Linked DNA regions of Sus scrofa: all the other regions are linked to region 2. Evidence: chromatin contacts called from public HiChIP or PLAC-seq data. All regions are on one chromosome and are shown on one strand. The core of a region is the stretch at or near the end of the contact, and the rest is flanking DNA. Distances in the headings are between cores, read along the strand shown.

What was found. HiChIP or PLAC-seq counts read pairs in DNA pulled down with a chosen protein or histone mark.
Region 1: an H3K27ac HiChIP or PLAC-seq map of alveolar macrophages shows a contact between it and region 2. The contact joins two enhancer-like sites. A contact is called at or near these places in 1 of 47 Hi-C or Micro-C datasets (epiblast stem cells) and 1 of 2 datasets of contacts at active chromatin or transcription factors (alveolar macrophages).
Region 3: an H3K27ac HiChIP or PLAC-seq map of alveolar macrophages shows a contact between it and region 2. The contact joins two enhancer-like sites. A contact is called at or near these places in 1 of 47 Hi-C or Micro-C datasets (embryonic fibroblasts) and 1 of 2 datasets of contacts at active chromatin or transcription factors (alveolar macrophages).

The regions. Positions count from the first base shown.
Region 1 is chr2:144,554,691-144,558,785 of Sscrofa11.1, forward strand. The region is part of intron 11 of ARHGAP26 (rho GTPase-activating protein 26); the gene reads left to right. Among named protein-coding and RNA genes, the nearest start is that of ARHGAP26, 260 kb to the left of the region's middle. Within about 2 kb of position 1,816, at least 28 of the 83 cell types and tissues checked have an H3K27ac peak or open chromatin away from gene starts, as enhancers often do. A contact at or near this core is called in alveolar macrophages, where this site is marked.
Region 2 is chr2:145,142,568-145,146,583 of Sscrofa11.1, forward strand. No RefSeq gene overlaps it. Among named protein-coding and RNA genes, the nearest start is that of NR3C1, 210 kb to the left of the region's middle. Within about 2 kb of position 2,249, at least 13 of the 83 cell types and tissues checked have an H3K27ac peak or open chromatin away from gene starts, as enhancers often do. A contact at or near this core is called in alveolar macrophages, where this site is marked.
Region 3 is chr2:144,493,611-144,497,714 of Sscrofa11.1, forward strand. All of the region lies in intron 10 of ARHGAP26 (rho GTPase-activating protein 26), which reads left to right. Among named protein-coding and RNA genes, the nearest start is that of ARHGAP26, 190 kb to the left of the region's middle. Within about 2 kb of position 2,776, at least 33 of the 83 cell types and tissues checked have an H3K27ac peak or open chromatin away from gene starts, as enhancers often do. A contact at or near this core is called in alveolar macrophages, where this site is marked.

The sequences.
Region 1 (4,095 bases), core at 566-3,065, 590 kb before region 2:
GATGCAAAGAGGCTGGGAGAGAACTGTCCAAAGTGACGGAAAAGTCTCTGCCTCGATGGGGGTTCAGGGCACATGCTTGTGTGGACCTGTCACCCCTCACGTAAGAATTGTGCTTTCTTGTAGGTAATCTCACCTTGAAAAGACTGATCAAGAAATACTGAACCATAGCAAATGATACACATACTGAAATCTCTAGATGAGAGGTCCTGACGTCACTGTGCGTCTCACTTGAGAATTTATCACAAACTGAGATGCACTGGCGGGTGATAGGCAGATGCCTAGAGATGTGAGCTATAAGGCAAACGGAACAGTCTGTTCACACCTGCAGCATGGAGGTGATGGATTTAAGGGCGCTCCCTGTCAGTTCTTTCTCTTCTCCTGTATGTTGGAATATTTTTCAGGAGTTCCCAGTGTGGCTCGGCAGGTTAAGAACCTGACAGAGTGTCCATGAGGATGTGCCTTTGATTCCTGACCTCGCTCCGTGGGTTAAGGATCTGGCGTTGCCACAGCTGTGGCATAGGTCGCAGAGGCGACTCAGATCTGGTGCAGATGTGACTGTGGGGTAGGCCTGCGGCTGCACCTCGACCCCTGGTGCTGGGACTTGCCTATGCTACAGGTGTGGCCTTAAGAAGAAAAAAGGAAGGAGGGAAGGAGGGAAAAAAGGAAAGAGGCAGTTTTTTCAACGTGAATGCTGGGTGGAGAGGGTGTCACTGTCGTTGTGGCTGGCCTGATCCCAGTCCCCAGTCGGTCTGCCCGTCTCCCCAGGAGTTGGAAGTGGACCACGCACTGCCTGTGATGGAGCGGTGAGGACCCTGAGAGGGAGGCGGGGTATAGCTTCCTGAAGACGAATGCATGATCCCCGGGGAGCCAAAGACCAAATGTTCCTTTTCCAAGGCCCCAGGCTTACCCTCGACCCCCATCACTGTGCAGGAAATCCTGTGGGGCCTTGATAAACCTCCTGGCTTTCACGCTGCGTGGAGACGAGGAGGGGCTCCACCTGAGAACTTCGAAGCTCTGTCGAACGAAAGAGTGCTGGCATCTGCCCTCCTGCTTGGCAGACCCCCTTCTGTTCCTTGGAGACTGTCGGGAAATACAGAGTTCCCTTGTGTCAGAGAGCAGGGGATCCCGTTGCAACAGCTTGGGGTGAGGACATCCAAGAGTGAATATTTCCCTGGCCCCTTGCTGCCTGTGCATGGGTCGGCATCAGGCTCATTCCTAGATTTAGGATAGAGCGAGCATTCCAGGGAGTCCCGCTTTGAGACGTCCATCTAGAAATGCATACTCTGACCTCGTCGTCGTGTGAGACAGGAAAAAGTCACCTGTGCCTGTGTCGGATAAACTTGCCTCTTGCCTCCCAAAGGGGCATTGTGGGCCTTGATGAGAGCAGCGTAAATGCCACTGAAGTCTTCCGGAGGATGGGACGGAGGCGCTGGACGTTGAGGGGGTGGTTTTTGTGCAGTGACTCACTCTCTGGCTGCCCTTCCCCTCGGGCAGGGCCCTGCTCTGGCAGCAGGACCTCACGTGCTTCTACCTCAGCATCACGTACAGTGGACCCAAGAATTGCTCATTTGCAGTTTTCCAAAGCACAGAAGAACAAGGCTCCTTCTTCTGCTGATGGAGCTGTGTCACTTTTTCCAAAGACATGGAGGTGGGGGGGGCGGGGGGAAGAGGGTGGAGGGGGCAGGGGTGGGAGCCCAGAAAGACCTCCTCTGTTGAAGATGGCCGTTTTTCTGTCTGAGCGCTGGGGAGGGAGTCTCTCCGCTCCCCCAAGGAAACCCTGCGCGGATGGGCTAGTGGGTTCACACCCTTTTGAACGTTACATCAGCTTGAAGCCGGGAAGTGTTACAGCCAGGAGAGTCCTCGCATTATGAGCTGGCACATCTTACAGGCACGTCGGCGCACACGCCCTCTGTGTCACTGCTGTGCGTGTGACATCGGGAGAGCTTGTGGTCCTTTCCATTGCCTTTAAATTTTCCTGAAACACTTGATGGACTTGAACATTACTTAGATTTTTTTTTTTTTAATTCCCCTCTTTGGCGTCCCGTTTCTGTTGACCTTGGCTGTGACTCTGATCTCGGGTTGAAAGCTAGGGAAGTTGCTTCTAGGGGTTTTCAGAATTTCTGAATATGAAATGCAAGGAAGTTGCATAATGTGGCAGAGTTTCCTCTTCTTGTTGCTTGCATGTTACCCAAAATACAGTAGTTCCTTCTAGAAGCTTAAAGGAATTTGGCAGGTCTCACCCTCGGATGGTCTATTGTGGCCTTGAGAGTCAGTGTTACCCTGATTTGAGGTCAACTTTTTTTTTCTTGAAGTCAAACAACAAAGCTTCCTGAATTATAACTATGGCAACAGTGTTTAGGTAACAGGCAAATCAAAGTCCTGTGGGGGCAGGGAGTAGCCACAACAGAGAGTGGTTTTAACTGTGCCATCGCCGTGCTTGGGCTTAATTCACCAGGCCTGGGGACACGTTCAAGTAATCAGCCTACCTGCTTGCTGGGTGTCTGGGGAACCGACCCTGTCCACGCTCCAGGAGGAGCTGTTTCACCTTTTCCCGAATATTCTTTCCGCTTCATTCGAGATGGCTCACGGCAGGGCAGTGAGTGCCAGCAACACTCCAAGTGGGAAGTGTCGCTGTAAGAATGAGCTGCTCGTCGGGGTCATTATGACCCGATTCTGACCCACGGAGGAACGCTCGGACAGAAGCAGGGCATCCTGGGTCTGAAGCCCCCTGTCCCTCAGTCAGGAGCGCCTCCTCAGACTGAGTGTGTACCCAGCAGGTGTAAGAGGCCGGTGGAGCCCCGCGGAAGCGAGACGCGGAACCGGCCGTCGGGGATTGACGTGGAAATTAGAGATCATGGAGAATGAAAAGCTCTATCCTGAAGTATTAAATTCTATAAAGTAGGCTGCAGAGCAGAGAGGGGGTCTGAGGGAGGTTGCAGCCATTAAGTAAGGTGGGAACTCGGGGACGGGGGGGTAAGGAGAGGAAATGACATCTTGGAGAGCTTTCAGACATGCTGAAGCGCTTTTGAAACCTCCTGGGACTCCCACCAAGTACTATCCCTGAGCACTGCTCTCCCCTAAGCAAACAGGAATGTGCCGGAACCTACTGAAGGCGCCCAGTGGCAAAGGCCATACCCCAGGCGCCCAGGGCCCGCAGCACCCTCCGTCTGGCACCCTTGCCTCAGCCAAGCCCCTTTCCCTTTGTTTGGAATCTGTCCAGCTCTGGTACAGGTGAGAGGACAGGCTCCCAACAATGAAGCCTCAAATGAAGCTGAATGTGTCACCCCCGGATGCCCTGGGCCCTTTTCTGGACGAAACAGGACTTTGTTCTGTGTGCGGGAAGGACAGTCTCTGCCTTAGCGGCCTCTGGGGAGCTCTTAGCTGGCGGTTCTTTTTATCCAGCTCAACTCTGCCTTCCTGGGACTCCACCCTGGCTTTGATCTCCTGCAGACTAGCAGGTCTCCCCCTTCGTCCACGTCCACGTGGCAGCCCTTTGAGTCTTTGAAGACCGACATTGCGGTGTCCTGAAGGCTTCTCTTCTCCAGCCGGAGCTGGGGTTTGGGGACACATGCATCGGGCAGGAGCAAAATGTCTGATGGGTGAGAGCAGAGACAGGATCCAGCAAGAGCGGGGAGAAGGCCAGTGTCAAGGTCAAATGAGAGGGCAGACCCTGACCTTGGGCAGTAGGAAGGGACATGGGTGAGAGGGGCAGGTTCCAGATCCACGGCAGTGCTAGAGCAGGTGGATCTTGGCCCCGGGTGGGTATGTGGGGTAGAAGGAAGGGCACACTCAGGGGTGACGTGAATGCGCTTTCTTCCAGCCTCTGCTTTGCCGCTTCTTTTTCTTTGTTCTTCGCTCTAGAGGGCCCTATGAAGCTTAACTAGGCTTTTCTCTCATGAACTTTTTTTTTTTTTTGTATTTGCCACAACTCTTGGCTGCAAGCAATAGGAACACAATCCTTTACAGGGATGGATATTGTTGGTTCATTCATGGGAAGAGCGGGGGTGACACAGACGCATTTAGGTTAAAGGCTTCAACATGCCATCAGAAGCCCCTCTCCCTGCATATCTGGGCTCCACCTTGGCCTGTTTTCAG
Region 2 (4,016 bases), core at 999-3,498:
GGCCTTCTGCCTCAGTTGCCTTATCTGCAAAGTAATCAGGATGGTTTCTGACTCAAAGAAATTTTCTGAGAACGAATGAGTCTTATCTTCAAAGTATGCTGTGCCTTGAGAGTACAGAATGTGATTAGTAAACAGATACTGAGGAGGGTTTACATCCGGTAACATCAAGCAACACAGAGCCTTGAATCCAAGGCATCTCCTTTCATCCCAAATTATCTCAGGGACTGCAGGGCCCCCCTTGTACTAGTTCCTGGCTGCCCTGGAGAAGTTTCCAGTCATTGATTTCTGCCACAGAGAAGGGTCTTTGTCTGGTGGCTCAGAGGGGGCTGACAGACCTGGTTTTTATTCTGGGTTTGTCACTTTCTCCTCTGACCTGGGGTAAGTTACTTCAATTCTCTGTATATCAGTTTTCTCATCTGTAAAGGGAATGCATGCTTGTAGTTACCACAAGAGCAGTGAAGACAGAAGGCCATCGGGAGAGGAAATGCTTAGAATGCCGGCTGGTACACACAAAGCTCTCGGTGCCAGCCATCGAGCATGCTGATGAAGTCCCAGTGCTGGCAGTCATGTGGTACTGTTCCTGCCCAGGTGAGCTCTTGGCTACATCCTGATTTTTCGTGAGTAGGAGGAAGGACCAAAGGTGAGCACATCACTGATCAGCTGGCTCAAGACCAATGGTTGGAGGCAGTAGGGTCACCCAGCCTTGTGCTGCGTGTGCCTCCTTTCTAGTAAATGGAATGACAGTGGAGGGAAAGAGAAGGGGAGCAAGGCAGGATTGGCCTGGTGGTGGTGCTTCCTTCTGCCAGCCTGCCTCAGTGCCGACCTTGTGTGATGGTTTCTCAGAGACCCTTTATCTGAATATCTTTGGCACAGAGGTCTCCCTGACATAGCCTCCTGTGCTTTCCTCCTAGCTCCCATCACAAAATAACCCACCATTTATTTGTGTAGTTAATCGTTAACCATGTCTCCCCCACTAGACTATGAGTTCTACGAAACCAGAGACTACTTCCGTCTCCTCCACCACTGAGCAGTCACTACGCCAGTTTCTCCATGTAGTATACTCTCAATAAATATTTGCAGAGTAAATGAAAACATGAATCTGTCACAAACTTTCTGGTTCTCTTTGTATCTGGGAACATGAAGCAGGATTCAGTTTGTGACAAACTGCCCCCACCGAGTTAGGTGGTCCTGGCTGGAACCTTCATTTCTCCTCCAGAAGAAATTCCTACATGAGGCAGAGGCTGCACACACAATGACACTTATCATTGGGAGTAATGCTGCCTTGCTCCATCTGGGTTAACCATGACACCAGCCTTTGGCCCCATCAACCCAATCAGGCAAGGATTCATTCAACTTGGCCAGGCTTTGGGAACGCAGTGAGAAGTTAGACAAGGTGCTGATCCTCAGAGAATTCATTCACCTTCTAATGGAGGAGTGCTAACATGAAAAAGTATAAAATATAATACCGGGGAGTGATGGGAACCAAGTGGAAAATAAAAGACGGCGAGGTGATACGTGTGCTCGTGGCTGAGGGGTGGAAGGGGTCACACAGAACTGGGTGCTCAGGGGAGGTCTGGAGGATGAACTGAGACCCCAGTGACAACAGGAACCAATCCTGTGAGGATCTGAGTGGAGAGCATTCCAGGAAGAGGAGGAGGGAAAGGCTTGAAGGGATGAGCTTCATATGTTTGAGGAATGGAGACAGTAACACAGGAGCATATGGAGTGTCCATGGGATAGAAGGACATCAGTCAGACAGGTGGGGCGGCCCTGGATCCTGTAGGATAAGGCATCCATACCTCATCATGAGTGTGATGGGAAGACTGTGGAGGGTTTAGCAGGGGGGAATTTAGCAGGGGCGCCAGCAGCAGGGTGGGTTGCTGAGAATGGGCAGCAAAAGCAAGCATGTTTTGGTGGTGCAGGGGAGAAATGGAGAAGGTGTGGACTAGAAAAGCAGCTGTGGTCAGGGGAAGATGGAGGTCCCTGCTGGTGAAACAGACAGGGAAAAAGTGGAATCAATGCTGATTCCTAAGGGTGGTTTGGGCAACTGGGTGAATGATGGTGCCATTTACTCATTTGGGGGAAACTTCCACAAAGTTTTGCTTTGTTCCAGTCTCAGGCACTCATATGCTGGTCATTTGGAGATGTTGGCTACGCAAGATTGGAGCTCGGTGGAGAGGTCTAGCGCTAGGGGAGCTGTGGTCATCAGCATGTGATGGTACTTCAATCTGCAGTTCTGAATGAGATCATTGATGGGAAGCACTGAAATTATGAATCACAGAAGGGAAGGAGGTCAACACCATGAATATTTCAGCCCATAATTTATGCTGATTTGTTTAGTCCAAGGTCTGAATCAGCTGGATTGCCTTCTCCGTTTGTCACTGGACTTGGCTTCTGTACCCCTGAAGAGTCACATGTTTTTATTAGTTAGGTATTTGGTATAGAAATTGTTACTGTAAGCTATCCGTAATCACATTCTAGAAATCAGTTGGCGGGTAACAGATGCACATATGACCAAAGGAAATGCCAAAAACCCACTTCCCATGGTTGTTCCCCTGCGTGTACACATCTATTTTTAACACTCCTGATTGCAAGGCAAAGCCCCAGGCACTTGAGGGAACTGTCTTTCCCAACAGGGACCCACGGCAACCGGACACAGAGAGTGGTGTGCCCTTGTGCGCCAACATTTTCTGCTGTTGATTTGGCAATGGAACTCAAACCGCAAGGAAATTTAAGAATGACCTTTGGTAGCTTTTGTGTGTGTGTGTGTGTGTGTGTGTATGTGTGTGTGTGTGCAGGGAGACAGTGAGGCTGCAGAAAACCAGTTTGATAATTCTAAGAGTTTCCTAACATGTCAAAATTTCTCAGAAAGCTTTGCTAATTTAGGACTTTTTGACTAATTATCAGAAGTATTTAGTCATCTCTTTCCTAAGAGCTCATGCTCAATAAACTCTCTGCTAAGTGGATTTCAATCTTTTCTAACATGTGGTAGGTTTTGACCCAATAACCTGAGAGGGAAACCTTGAGATTCAAATCCTAAAAGGTCCCTGCTGAATCCCTGGAGCTGTGTTTCCATGGCTCCCAAATGCCTAATTGAAAAGCTAATTATCCTTTAACAAATGCCTTGAACTAGCTACAAACAAACGGTTTGTTTAGGGGGTCAAAAGCAGCTATTTCAGTTAAGTGGTGCAGCTTAAATGTAGCCTGTTTTGTCATCAGAAGCCCTTGGGTTGAATTCAGACTCTAAAACTGACTGGTTCTATTATTGAGGGAAAGTCACCAAATATTTTTGGTCTTTTGTTTCATTGTCTGTAAAATGCGTATTACAGTCATAGCTACTCCAGAGTCCTATAAAGACTAAAATGTGCTTTATAAACCACTGAGCGCCATATAAATCTTGAGATAGCGGAGAATGCTGTCATTCCTCTCTTGTTCAGCACTATTGGAAATAGGTAGTGGCTTAGAGGGGGAGTTCTCTTCTCCAAGGATCTGCTGAGTTCGTGTTTCTCAACCACGACAATCTGGGCTTTAGGTGTCACATCTCAATCCATCAGGCGGGATACGGGTGAATCTGAATCTGTATCATGGCAACTCAGTATGGTCCATTAAGAACTCAGTGACCTTGGTTATGGCAGGTGAGGAGGAATCGAGCATCTTTTGGCCTCTGTCACACAAAACCATGCTCCCTTTCACACTTCAGTGTTAGGTGCTTCGTCTGACTCACTAGTCCACACCTTTTCTGGCCCTGCTTACGGGACTCATGAAAGTCCTTTCTTCAAAGACTCATGAAAGGCGAGCCAACTAAGTAATATTTATTGACCCATAAAATGCCTAAATCATAGGCCCTGGCAATTATAATTTAAGGATTTATACTGCAAAGAGACTCACACAAGTACTCAAAGATACACGGGGAAGACATTGCTGCATTGATTGTAATTCTAGAGAACTAAAAACAACCTAAATCCTAGGGGATTTGTTTAATGCATTACAGAATTTCCGTACAATGAGATATCATGT
Region 3 (4,104 bases), core at 1,526-4,025, 650 kb before region 2:
GGATCCTTAACCCACTGAGCAAGGCCAGGGATGGAACCTGCGTCCTCCTGGATACCAATTGGGTTTGTTACCACTGAGCCACGACGGGAACACCTGTCCTTATTCTGAATAGTCTTTACTTTCATTAGCTTTTTAAAAAATCATCCTTTTTTATACCTTAATAAAGAAGTATTCTTTGGTGCCTTTGTGTTAACTTGCCATGAAACCGAACATTTGAAAGTGTATATTTTATGCTAGAATTGATTGATGATTTTTTCCTTTAAAGTGTAACCGTTGGAGAGAATTTAGTATAAAATTCCTGGGTAAACATGGGGCTTCATCTGAAGCCCCATGGTAGTGGCAGGTGATACTTGCTAATATCTGTCTCTGGTCACTTTGAATACTTAACTCCACTGGTACAGCATCTTAGGGAAATTCATGAGCAGATGGAGGGAAGTATTTGTTTACGCTAGCGTCATGGTGGTGGTCATTTCCCAGCATCTCTGCCTTTGTTTATTTGTAAGAAATTTCTCGCAGATGTATGTGGCATTTTTTCCCAGGTATCTTCCGGGCGGGGGTCGGGGCGGGGGGGACCACTAAGCCGTATGGAAAATAACAGAAACAGAAAGCTTCTTTTTGATGCACTGAATCAATACAGTCTCTCGAGGGGTAGTATTGATACTTGGGGGAGGGCAGCAGTTAGAAGGCTTCGTATTTTCCATGACAGGCTGACCCCCATGGACGCCCATACGTGGGAAGACGTTCTGTGGAGTCTTGAGGGACCCATTGTCGCCCTTGGTCCTCTCCAGAGTGGGGGGCAAAGGACAACTCAGGAGAGATGACAACGGTGTAACGGGGACCAAGATGAGCCTTGTCCTTGCCTTCATGGATCTTGCCGTTGATGGTAGCATGGGCCCACATGCCCACACATCCGTGCGCCAGAAGGTGTTGATACTCGGATGTTGAGCGTAACAGCCGACTTGGAGGACCTGGGTGCTGCGGGGAAGATGTGACCGACAGAGGGGCCGCAGCCTCCGCTCTAACAGAGATGGGTGGCGTGACGGCAATGCGTGCATTTTCATCCCTCTCGCCTCCCCTCCCTTCCTCCGTTATTAACCGTAGCCACCTGCTCTGGGCTTTACTGACACAGAAGACACAAGTGTAGTGAAGCGCAGCGAATCTCGTAGCCTTTCCTTCTCCAAAGTCATCCTCTGCTTTTTCCTGCAAACCGTATCCAGAGTCCTCCTTTTGCAAGCTTTCCGTGAATAGGTAGAGACAGCTTTCCTCCAGACCAGTCCCAGCCTGGCATGTCGCACCCTCTGTCAGTTCTGTCCTTGTCGTCTTCCCACCATGTGCTGTGTGTTTGCGCAGGGTATGAGCTTTTCTTCGTGATGGTTGGCTGGTTGTTTAATTAGGTATGTTTTATATGAGTCTGTTCAATTCTGAATATCTGTCTTAGGTAATTTGCTCCCAGAGGGAGAAAAATATCATTTTATACAGCTTTTACTACAGTGCTGTGTGCATGTGGTTGTTCAATTTTGTTTGTTTATGGTAATGCAATTTTTGAGTTAGATTATTTTGCTCTTTCCCTTGGGACTTGGGTGAATTACTCTGTGAGAGACTACAGGAGCTTAATCGTGTTAGTTGTTATTTAAACTAAAACATCGGCAGGTACACACACAGTCTGCATTTGTGTATGGGTAGGACAAAAAAAAAAAAACCTCTAGGAAAATGGGAAGCTGGGTAAGGTAAGAATATTGGAGGCTGGAAAGATTGATGGAAGAGCTGAAAAACCCACCGCAACCCTCTAAGGCGTCACCACCCTTATTTTGAGTATGTTTTATGAAAGGCTGCAGGATGCAGGTGACAGATGGAAGCAGCTTAAGTTTGCACTTGGACTCTGCCTATTGCTGGCTGTGTGCGTCTGGGCAGGCAGTTTAACCACATCTATAAGGTGGGGCTAGTCATGCCTACCTTGCAGGACTCTTTTGAAGATGGAATATGCTATCATATTCCTCCCTGATGGCGTTCTCTGTCGGAAGAGATTGTCCTTTGAAGTTGTCCTCTCTGCCTTAAAACCTGAGACTTCACTGTTCTCACGGTGGACCTCAGCTTTGGAGGGTATTTCCTGGAGGCCCTTTGTTGCATTTTGATGGCATACCTCTCTCCTAGAGTGTCCTGATTTTCTGAGTCGTCCCTAAGCTGAGAGCGAGCGCAGGTGCTTAAATGTCTGTGTGCAAAGGGGCTGCTAGGGGAAGAACCCATTTTCACACCGCGTATCCCCTAACGTGTTATTTATCTGTATTTCCTGTATGCGATAAAAGGTTTAAGCCCCTCCTTCCAATTTATGTCTCTTCATACGAGTGTGAAGTTAAAATAACACTCTTCCAGTTTAACATGTGGGGCGTGTGCTCCCTTGTCTGTGTGTCTGTGAGATGGTGTGAGCGTAAGTCGGCGTGTGTTTTCCAAAAACGCTCCTCTTACGTAACAGACTTTGGTTCAGGGCTCAACCTCTAGATGGCAGTTGTGTATGTGTGTTCGTAACTGTTAGGCGGTCCAGTTGAAAAGCAGCTGTCTTTGTACATTGTCAGTGCGTGTGTGTAATGCGTGTGTGTGTGTGTTGAAGAAATCAGGCGGCTATTGCTCCTTAAAGGAAAGGTATCCTAAATGACTCATTCTTTCTCTCTAAATTCCTTCCTCCCACCCTCGTAGAACGGATCATTTCATACCCACTTTCCTGCAGAGGCAGGCGTGCTCAGTCCTTCTGGCCTGTGTTTAAGCAGCGCGTTTCCCCGTGCTCTCGGCACTCAAGTGTCAGGCCCTGTGCTGCAGGGACAGCTTATTTAAGGGTGGTGACGAGGACAGGCGAGTGAGTGGGGCTGAGAACCAGGCCATCCTGCTTTTCCCTCGGGGTGCCGTCTGCCTTTATCTTTTGCAGCAGATGAATCCATTTTTCCTGGTTTCAAGCTTCCCCTCCCCTCCCCTTCTCACCCCTGGTCTGAAATAATATTTGATGTTGCCTTCCTGCTGGTTGGTTGGAGTTGCCGGTCTCAGAGCCATTGACATTTCGGAGAGGAAATGGCTCTTTCCTTCCTCGGAGGGTGTTTTCCTGCTCTCATTTTGTGGCTGCGGTGGGGGTGGGGGGTACCCGACGTTCTGAACTGCTTCTTGGCTGTTCTGTCAAATCAGCGAGTTAAGAAGTTCTTAGAATCTTTAGAGTTGGTGCAATTTTTAAATGACCGAGTTTCTTTTTTTTTTTTTTTTTTCCTTTTTAAAAAAGTTAAATGAGAGTATTTGCTGTTGGAATCTGGTCTGAGTCAGCGTGGGATGTGTGGGTTAATGGATTGTGGTGTAAAATAAGACAATCCTATTTGTGTTAGTTCTATTAGTTCTTCCTCTGTCTTATGCCTGTTTCCAGTCTTTAGTCTGCACAGTTAAAGTTGGAGTTTTATTGATTACATATACCAGTTTATTTGGCAGCGTCTAAATATAAAATGTTTTTTTTTTTAAATCTAAACCACAATGTGGCTATTACATAAGTCTGAAGAAAGGAGACAGTTCAGCCCGTAAATGCCACTTATTGTGCATGTCTGTTCATCATGAGATGCAAGAGTAACAAAAAAATTGAGAAACGACCTAGAAGATTTCTTGAATTGGAATCTTTTCTCGTAGTTTGTTCTCAGCGATAACAAGTGTTTGCATTCCCTCTGAGTGGGTCTCATCTCAGCAATGAAGAATGCTTTCTTCTGGTGCAGTGTTGAAACCTGCTACGCCTGTGTCCCCGCTGCCTGTGGCCCAGAACAGGCTCTCCGTCAGCGTGTCTCATGCAAGACCATCTCAATGTGCCAAAAATGTGCTTGTCTGGCTTCCAATCTTTCATAACTTCATTCTCCTTTAAAAATGGAGGAAATTATCTGATGCGATTGGCATTATTACTCTCCAGACTCTTATCATTGCTCTGGTCCTAACTATTTGGCGTGCTTTCCTCCCAGATCAGTGGCTATAGTTATAATACGTTATCATTCATTCATTCATTAGGATTGATCCTTTCTAGATAATTAGAAGCCCGATTCTGGAAAATTCTTTCTTTTTTCTTTCTTTCTTTTTTTTTTTTTTTTTTTTTTT